Regions from separate parts of the Mus musculus genome. Here region 1 is linked to region 2. Evidence: chromatin contacts called from public Hi-C data. All regions are on one chromosome and are shown on one strand. Each heading gives the region's core, a stretch centred on a gene start, on an enhancer-like site or on the middle of the called end of the contact. The rest is flanking DNA. Distances are from core to core; before and after follow the strand shown.

The links. A called contact is a pair of places that touch in the nucleus more often than the background predicts.
Region 1: a Hi-C map of B cells shows a contact between it and region 2, with 1.8 times the contacts expected there. The contact joins two enhancer-like sites. A contact is called at or near these places in 3 of 39 promoter capture datasets (the C10 cell line, liver and stem cell-derived epiblast-like cells), 5 of 484 Hi-C or Micro-C datasets (B cells, Th1 cells, centrocytes and 2 more) and 2 of 115 datasets of contacts at active chromatin or transcription factors (CD8 T cells and large pre-B cells).

The regions. Positions count from the first base shown.
Region 1 is chr2:19,623,572-19,628,710 of GRCm38.p6, reverse strand. No RefSeq gene overlaps it. Among named protein-coding and RNA genes, the nearest start is that of Gm13348, 11 kb to the left of the region's middle. Within about 2 kb of position 1,545, at least 77 of the 459 cell types and tissues checked have an H3K27ac peak or open chromatin away from gene starts, as enhancers often do. A contact at or near this core is called in B cells and centrocytes, where this site is marked.
Region 2 is chr2:19,525,623-19,530,847 of GRCm38.p6, reverse strand. All of the region lies in intron 4 of 4921504E06Rik (RIKEN cDNA 4921504E06 gene), which reads left to right. Among named protein-coding and RNA genes, the nearest start is that of 4921504E06Rik, 26 kb to the left of the region's middle. Within about 2 kb of position 1,262, at least 5 of the 459 cell types and tissues checked have an H3K27ac peak or open chromatin away from gene starts, as enhancers often do. A contact at or near this core is called in B cells and centrocytes, where this site is marked.

The DNA.
Region 1 (5,139 bases), core at 296-2,795, 98 kb before region 2:
CTAGGTATAAACACAGAAGATATGAAAGAATATTTGTACACAAAAATTCAGACACCAGTGTATATGCAGGCATTGTTTGTAGCAACTCAAAATTCATCAACCACTGAACAGATATGTAGTAGAATATGAGCATGCCTCACAATGGGACATGAGTCAATGTGCTATGTAGATGAATCCCAGAAAACTGCTAAATGACTGAAGTCACAGATAACATTTGCAGGATCCTACTTACCCTATGCTCAGAACAGGCAAATAGAGAAATGTAAATTTAGTGGTTAAGTGCCTAAGTCTGGAGGGAGAATGTGGAAGTGGGGAGAGATTACTAACGGATAGGTTTCTCAATGGTAAACATGTTCTAAACTAAGATTGTGGCAGTAGTTCTGTGACTGTAAATACATTAGAAAATGCTGACTGTGCCACTTGAACTGGGGAACTTGGTGGTATGGGAGCTACACCCCTAAAGGCTGTTTCATAGAGAGTCTGTGGTATAGGATCAGCCTATAGTTTGGTAACTGATGACAGTCACTTTCCCCAAGTCTCAGTTACTGTTTCACGATTCCTTTCTCCTCCTAGTGTGTCTGTCTTCTCTACCAGCTTCTGTCTTCATGACTCATTGTTTTCCTCTCCCTCTTCCGCAAATGTCTTTTATTCTTGCCTCCTTTCTCAAAGTGTGTCCCATTCCTTTAACTGGTTAAAGCTCTTAAATCAAATTAACATTCGTTGCATATAGCTGTATATTGCATATAGTGAATAAGCATGACCCTTCCTCATTTCCTCATTAAAAAAAAAAAAAGCCAAAAAGACAGATACTTAAATTTACACGCTGCAGCTTCGTGGTGATGGTGCATGCCTTTAATCCCAGGATTTGGCAGGCAGAGGCAGGAGGATCTCTTTATAAGAGGCCAGCCTGTTCTACAGATTGAGTTCAAGAACAGCCAGGGACACACAGAGAAACCCTATCTCAAAAAAAAAAAAAAACAAATAAAAAACTTTTTTTTTTTTTTTTTGCCTGTTGCTTCATCTGGGGCTTAGGGTTTATGACTCCAGCATTAGAATCCAACTGAGGCAGCTTTCAGCATGATTAGGCTCTGGGTCAATCCTTTTGGTATAGTCATGTTTTTCTTATATTAGCATTTCCTAAGGTGCCCTAGCCTCCTCACTGTGATGAACTGTAAAGTAAGGATTTACCACACATTAAAATCCACCCTCCAAAAATTATATCTTCTCTCTCTCTCTCTCTCTCTCTTTCTCTCTCTCCCTCACTCCCTCCCTCCTCATCTGAATGCCATTTCTCCCCCCATTTTAAGCTTCTCACTCCTCCAGACCTAAAGTTAGAAAACAAAACTCAAAAGAGTGAGTAGAAACAGCAACTTCTCTTTTCCTGTGTGGCTCGGGTTTTTAACTGTTTTTAAATTCCCACTTCTCTATTTGCAGAGAGAGAGAGAGAGAGGTTGTACTCTGTCTCGAGCTGTTCCAGTGAGGTCAGAGACTAACATGCCACATGTGTCATTGACTCGGTCGGACCTTCCCTTTGGGAAGAGCTGGGGACATCACCGCTGACTCAGTGTAAACGAGGAGCCAACTCATATTGCTAAAACTGTGGTCTGTTCATCCCAGGCTTTGGGACATTGAATTCTCTCTGCTTGGCAACTGCAAGCATTTATTGATTACTTGTGACCATGAGAATGAAGACAAAAGTTGATGGTCTTCCTATTTCAATACAGTCTATCTGACATTATCTGATACCAAGGGGAAAAATGAACTCAGGAAACAAAAATTTTTTGCCCATATTAAAACAATTTGTAACAAATCCTCTAAGGAAAAAGGTACTCACTATTGGCTTTCTTTTTATTCAATAATAAACCAAAATAAACTGGCTTAATTGAATGAACAAGTATGCTTTTTAAGCATGCAGAAAAAGCCCATATTTTCTTAAGCTACCACTTAGCAAGCTGGCTGGCTGCTATCACCTCATAACAAATATTGTTTTGTTTGGTTTTGCTTATCTTTTGGATTTTTTGTTTGTTTAGATATTTATTTTCTTTATTTACATTTTACATGTTATCCCCTTTCCTAGTATCCCCTCTGAAATCCTCCTACCCCCTCCCCCTCTCCCTATTTACCAATGCACCCACTCTTGCTTCCTGGTCCTGGCATTTCCCTATACTGGGGCATAGAATCTTCACAGGACCAAGGGCCTTTTCTCACATTGATGACCAATTAGGCCATTCTCTGCTACATGTGCAGCTAGAGCCATGAGTCTCACCATGTGTTTTCTTTGGTTGGTGGTTTAGTCCCAGGGAGCTCTAGAGATACTGGTTAGTTCATATTGTTGTTCCTCTTAGGGAACTGCAAAACCTTCAGCTCCTTGGGTACTTTCTCTAGCTCCTTCACTGGGGATCCTGTGCTCTGTCCAATGGATGGCTGTGAGCATCCACTTCTTTATTTGCCAGGCACTGGAAGAGCCTCTCAGGAGAAAGCTATATCAGGCTCCTGTCAGAAAGCTCTTGTTGGCATCCACAATAGTGTCTGGTTTTGGTGGTTGTTTATGGGATGGATCCCCAAGTGGTGCAGTCTCTGGATGGTCATTCATTCAGTCTGTGTTCCAAACTTTGTCTCTGTAACTCCTTTCATCGGTATTTTGTTCCCCCTTCTAAGAAGGATCGAAGTATCCACACTTTGGTCTTCTCCTTGAGTTTCATGTGTTTTGCAAATTGTATCTTGGGTATTCCATGATATGATAGTATACATTGTAAGACCCCCTTTCGGGGACCCCCACTCTAGTCTCAGGAGAGAAAGCACACCCAAAGAAACACAAGAATCCTTCTTGCTGCAAACACATGAGGTAGTTTAATGGCGGAGCTCCTGGTCGAAATGTATCTCATGCAGGAGACAGTAGAATAGACCCTGAGGCTCGAAAGCTAGGGGTTTTTATGGGGTAAAGGGCTTAGGGATGGGGAACTCAGCAGCGACACACTATTGGCTTATTCAAACATCAGCAAAAGAATACGTGCAGGTCAGGGTGTCAGGGTTCTGTGAGTTGTGGACTCAGTTCAGATAGCCCTGTTATGTCCTCACATTCCTCTTTATCTTTATGGTCAAGCTATTCCCAGGAATGTTTTAACTACAGGGCATGCCCGGGTTTGTTTTTCTTTATTCTCAGTCCCAGGCAGCCTCTAGGCTCACAAACAACTAGCAATTTCTGAGTACTTTGTATGACTTATAGGTCTTGAAGTTTCATCTTTCTTTCAACATAAGTGACCCCAAAATTCTACCAGAGAAATCTTAAACCTGATAAACAACTTCAGTGAAGTAGCTGGATATAAAATTAACTCAAACAAATCAGTGGCCTTTCTCTACACAAAGGTTAAACAGGCTGAGAAATAAATTAGAAAAACAACACCTTTCACAATAGTCACAAATAATGTAAAATACCTTGGTGTGATTCTAATCAAGAAGTGAAAGATCAGTGTGATAAGAACTTCAAGTCTCTGAAGAAAGAAATCAAAGACCATCTCAAAAGATAGAAAGCTCTCCCATGCTCATTGATTGGCAGTATTAATATAGTAAAAATGTCTATCTTGCCAAAAGCAAACTACAGATTCAATGCAATCCCTACCAAAATTCCAACTCAATTCTTCACAGAGGTAGAAAGAGCAATTTGCAAACTCATCTGGAATATCAAAAAACCTAGGATAGCAAAAACTATTCTCAACAATAAAAGAACCTCTGGTGGAATCACCATGCCTTACCTCAAGCTGTACTGCAGAGCAATTGTGATTAAAAACTGCATGGTATTGGTACAGAGACAGGCAGGTAGATCAATGATATAGAACTGAAGACCCAGAAATGAACCCACTCACCTCTGGTCACTTGATCTTTGACAAAGGAGCTAAAATCATCCAGTGGGAAAAAGACAGCATTTTCAACAGATGGTGCTGGCTTAACAGGCGGTTAGCATGTAGAAGAATGCAAATTGATCCATTATCTCCTTGTACAAAACTCAAGTCTGAGAAGATCAAGGAACTCCATATAAAACCAGAAACATTGAGGCTTATAGAGGAGAAAGTGGGGAAGATCCTTGAATATATGGCCACAGGAGGAAAATCCTGAACAGAACAGCAATGGCTTATTCTCTAAGATCAAGAATTGACAAAAGGGACCTCATAAAATTGCAAAGCTTCTGTAAGGCAATATCAATAAGACAAAATGACAACCAACAGATTAGGAAAAAATCTTTACCAATCCTAAATCTGATAAAGGGTAATATCCAATATATACAAAGAGTTCAAGAAGGAAGACTCCAGAAAACCAAATAACCCTATTTAAAAAATGGGGTACAAAGCTAAAGAGAGAATTCTCAGATGAGGAATACCATATGGCTTAGAAGCACCTAAAAAATGTTCAACATCTTTTATCATCGGGGACATGCAAATCAACCCTAAGATTCTACCTAGTACCAGTCAGAATGGCTAAGATCAAAAACTCTGGTGGCAGCAAATGCTGGCGAGGATGTGGAAAAAGGGGAATACTCCTCCATTGATGGTGGGATTGCAAGCTGGTACAACTACTCTGGAAATCAGTTTGGCTGTTCCTCAAAAAATTGGACATAGTACTACCAGAAGACCCAGCAATACCACTCCTGGGCATATACCCAGAAGATGCTCCAACTTGTAATAAGGACACATGCTCAACTATGTTCATAGCAGCCTTATTTATAGCAGCCAGAAGCTGGAAAGAATGCAGATGTCCCTCAACAGAAGAATGGATACAGAAAATGTGGCACATTTACACAATGAAGTACTACTCAGCTATTACAAACAATTGATTTATGAAATCTTAAACAAATGGTTGTATCTGAAGGATATCATCCTGATTGAGGTAACCCAATCACAAAAGAATATACATGATATACACTCACTGATATGTGCACATTAGCCCAGAAGCTTGGAATATACAAATACTGCTTCAACAGAAAACAATATATGGGTAAGGACTATTTATTGAACCTTTTGTTGTGGGAGCTGTTTTAGAATCTCCCCACACTTTACCTCCATTTCCTAGGAAGGTTATAATATCACCAGCAAGCTCCCTGAGAGGAAACTGAGTCACAGATAAGCCATAAGTGGCAGAACAAGG
Region 2 (5,225 bases), core at 13-2,512:
ACATGGTGGAGTCAGAGATACATACACTGGGCCAGGCTTTTACATGGGTGCTACAGATCTGACCTCAGGTCCTCGTGCTTGCTCAGCTCTTAAAAGAGTTGTCTCCAGCTCTCAGATCACCTTTTTATTATGCATTAGTACATTTACATACACTTATAGTTTGTCCTTCATACTTTACAAATCTTCCATGTTTGAGGGTCTGGCAAGTATTGGCTCTCACAAGAACTAGATGGTACATGCTTTTGAACTTTATAATTTTTAACTATGAATTTCTGCTCTTCTGAGAGTCCTTTGAACCCTGGGATTGAGGGAGGTTTCTTCAGAGAATGTTTGCATTTGCTTCTGTGAGACTCTGGTTCTGTGCTGAATGAATGGAATCCTCGGCTGGAGTGTGTTTTAGACGACACAGGTGTGTGAGCGTCAGGAGAAAGTGACTCAGAAGGCATTTGTTTTTGTTTTTGATTTTTCTTTCCTTGCCATTTTTATTCTTACAGCCAGTTTCCATGCAGGTACTGGAAGTGTGGGGTGGGTAAAGAGTTCAAGGTGGGTATTTTCTACAGTGAAAGGCCACCCATGCCCCTGAGTTGTCCCACCTTTAATAGGACACTCTTACAAAGACTCCTTGTCTTTTCTCTATGGTCGGTAGGGAGCTGGAACCCGATGCCATAGAATTCTCCTCCAGGACCTGAAAGATAGTGTAATGGGGATAATGTACATGTCTGAGAACCTAAGTGGAGATCCCAGCACTTCTGTAAGAAGTTCAGAGTAGCTGTGAGCCCTTCTGTAGTTGAAAGTAGAGAAAGGAAGACTGCTGAGGCTCCTGGGTCACCAGGTTCAATAAGAGACTCTCTCAAACTGAGAAAGCAGAGAGTGACAGAGTAGAACCCAGAATACTCTTCTTTGGCATCTGCATGGGACCTGTGTGCACTCTCTCCCAACCCCTGACATAAACACTGGTGTGCACCACTCCTACCCCACACCAATATGCACCCACCTACACATACCAATGTGCAATACACACACACACACACACACACACACACACACACACACACACACACCAGTGTGCACCCACACACATACACACTAGCATGCACTTAAAAACACACATCAACACACCTCCCCCACACACACATAATAGTGTGCATCCCCTCACAAACACCAGTGTGCACTTTCACTCACACACACCAGTATGCACCACCACACACACCAATGTGCAACCCACACTTACACCAGCGAGCACTTAAGCACACACATCAGTGCACCTCCCCACACACCCATAACTGTGCGTCCTCCCACAAACACTACTGTGCACCCACATACATACACACCATTTTACACACACACCAATGTGCAATACATACCAGTGTGCACCCACCCCCCCAACCCCCCCCACACACACACAAGAATTCTCTGGAATTTTTGTTTATAGTAAGAGTAATTCAAACATTTATGGTTTATTAGAACAGGTATTAATTATCATTCATGTCTTCTTCTAATATACATCAAATGTTCAAAAATACGACAGAATAATGACCATTGCTTTTCATAAGTACAATTTCTATTTCTGGGAGTGGAAAAAGGAAGTAGCTAAATTCTGCCTGTTACCAACTTTTCATAAACATGTGCTAGTTCACCATATTTAACTAAACCACATTAGTTGTGGTTAGGTGCTTTATCAGATGAAAACATTTCTTTATATTAGGTTAAGATAAAGTCATTATTTGAATCTTCTCTTGGGCTTGTTAGCTTTGATTTGACTCATGACCTCACAAGCCTTGTTATTCCTGGCCACCTACTTTGCTCAGGCTTAGTCATATGGAAACAGGTGAGCCTTGACATTTTAACCACCTACAAGAGTAACCAGCTCTTTGCTGCCCCCTAGAGACCAGTTAAGGGTGTCGTTACTTCTCCCAGCTCATGGTTCTAAACTTAACTTTTAATTTGTGTGAGATATTATGTTGTTTTATTGGCAAAAAGAAAACTTTAAACATTCATATCATACTTATATTTTTCTTTCAGGAAGGTATTATTTTGCTGTAGTTCTGGTAAAAAAATGAAACCACTCTCAGTTTTTCACATGGGAATTTAATACAAGAACTTAGGTATTTAGACAACTTGTAGAACAGAGGGATAAGGGAATGCCATCGCCAGCTTTCAAACTAATAAGCATCATATTAGAATGCCATTTACTGGATATTTTCCTTTTGCCATGACTTGTGATATGTCCTTCATTGATAACTTAGACTCCCTTCAAGTCTAGATATTTTGTGGCCCTATATGAAAACTATATTTAAACAACAAAAACTAGTCTGGTGTGGTAGCACAGCCTTTGATCTCAGACTTGAGAGGCAGAGGTTTGCAATCTCTATGAATTTGAATCCAGACAGGTATACACAGCTAGTTCTAGGCCAGACAGGTCTTCTCAAACTAACAAATGAAACAGTCTATTTACCCTTTGGAATTATAGTGCTTTTTAAACTAATACTGTATGTGTGCATGTGCCTTTGAGTGTGTGTGTGTGTGTGTGTGTGTGTGTGTGTGTGTGTGCTGGGATGCAATCCAAGACCTTACAGCTAGGCAAGTGATCTAGCAAGTTTGTTTTATTTTTTTCTTCTTTATGATTTTTATAGCTTTTTCATCCTTTCTAATAAAATAAAATAATTTGGGAGTGGTCATTCCATCATCAACAAACTTCCTGTTTTTCACTTTTATTGAAGTTTCATGGTTCAGAAATGTATTCATGAATTGTGGAGGTTTAACCATTATAGTTTACATATAAAAATTCAATCTTGAGTTATTGATTCTGTTCTGTCTTCTATATTTCAAAAAGGTTTTATTATTTTATTTATAGAAGTTGTAGATACTTTATACAGCCAAGTTTTTTCCCTGAGTGTTATAGTTTATTTCTTTAGAAGATGTGATCTCTTCTGTCAAATTTTTCAACTTACTATTCATGTATATTGAAAGCATAGGTATATTGTATTGAAATCACTTAGCAACTCTATTGAAATGCAGTTTGCATAGCATAAAATGTACCCATTGAAAGTGTACAAGTTGAGGTTGCTGTGAAGCCAGCACAATTTACTTTAGAACATTTCCCTACATCTTTAATCTATTAGCTCTACTTCTAGGTGTTTCCTTGTCTTGTCAAGGGGAAGGGAATTCCTCCATTTCCCAAGGAGGCTCAGTGGGGCTGAGCTCCCTGCTTTCTGATAGATTTGCTTTGTGTTTCTTTTGCCTTCTTATTCTATAGGGTCACTAATCCCAGGTCTGCCATTGTCTATGCAGTGTTTCATACATGTAGGACTGTCTGAGCCCCTGGCACGAGATAGAAGCCCAGTACCCCTCCCTGCTTCTGTCATTCCAAAACTTCATTCTTTTGTTTGTTTGTTTGTTTGTTTGTTTGTTTTTTGTTTTTTGAACAGGGTTTCTCTGTGTATCCTTGGCTGTCCTGGAACTCACTTTGTAGACCAGGCTGGCCTCGAACTCAGCAATCTGCCTGTCTCTGCCTCCCAAGTGCTGGGATTAAAGGTGTGTGCCACCACGCCTGGCCAAAACTTCATTCTTTAACACTATCAAGCGGTTTGCCGTCGTCTGCCCTCCTCTGCACACCTCAGGTTATTCGTCACCTCCCTGGGAGCCTCCCACATTGAGCCTCTTCTCTATTTCTGACACATTCGGGTCTATAGTTTTCTTACTGAACTTGTATGTTTTGTCTGTTATTGAAAGTGGAACATTTGGCCGAGGGTGTAGTTCAGGAGTGGATGCTTGCCTAGGATGTGTGAAGTCCTAGGTTCAATGCCAAGGACTGACAAAAAAAAATTAATGGGCTACCAAAACCCCACACACTTTTCATATTGCTATTTCTGTCTTAAATTGGTAATATCTATTTTATATTTTTCAATGCTGAGTGTTTATAAGTTTACAACTGTTACATTCTTTATAAAAATTGATTCTTTTATTATTATGTAGTGACCTCTCTCTCTCGTGAGAACAACTGAATCCAAGTTTGTTTTATCTGAAATTAGTGTATTTGTCCTCATTCTCTTTGGTCTACAAATTGCGGGGAAATCTTGTGTTACCTTTAAACCTTTGACTCCTGAGTATCCTTAAAGCAAGCTTGGATCTTGTTTCTCTGTGATTCGGTTACTGACTTACCTTTGGTGAAATATTTTAATTCATTTACACCTTAAAGTAATTGCTGGAGGGCAAGAGCTTACTATTGCCATTTTATTGATTATTCTGGTTTGTATTCCTTTTATTCCCTTCTTGCTTTCTTGTTGTCTTACCACAATTTTTTCGGATCCTTTGTAATAGCATGCTTTGTTTTGTTTCTCTTTATCATTGTGTACTGTAGTGGTCTAAATAGACCACCTTGTGGTGCCTAACCTTACTGCAATTTGATATGCCAAGTTTGATTGATATCCATGGGAGAGATGCTTTTTTCTGAAGAGAAATGGAGGAAGAATGGTTGGGGTTTGAAGAGAGGTAGAGTGGAAGGGAGGAAGGGAGGGAGGGAGGGAGGGAGGGAGGGAGGGAGGGAGGGAGGGAGAGAGAGAAAACTGCATTCAGGATGTAATATATGAGAGAAGAATAAATAAAAATATATATACTTAAGATTGCTTTTAACCATGAAAACTGAAATAGAAGGGGAGAAATCATTTAAACATGAAATTGATGTATAAAAGGGAGGCAAAATTGAAAAATGCTGAGCCTAGCTATATAAAAATTAAAACTCCATTCGTGGCAAACCATGGTGACACATGCCTGTAATCCCAGCATTTGGGATTCTGCAACAGGAGAATTGTTATGACTTTGTGGTCAGTCCTTGTGACTTCCATTCAGCCCGGGCTATAGTTTAAAACCCTGTCGCAACAACAACACCATCAACAACAACAGCAACAGCAGCAACAACAACAATACATACACACACAAGAAAAGAAAGAAAAAAGCAAAAGCTAGGAGAAGGAGGAAGAAATGGAAGGAAGGAGGAAGGGAGAGAAGGATATAGCTTAATTTCAATGACATACAACTCTGTACACATTGATATTTTCCTCTGTTTAATGTTTTATACTATCATTGATCCATTAACTACTTATTGTAGCTATAGTTACTTTTAGTATTTTTGACTGAATACTACAGGCAAATCTGTGTCCTTCTAGACTCCTGAGGATTCAGAGCTGCCCTGAATCCTGGCTTTTGTGGGGCTGAAGCTGCGTTTC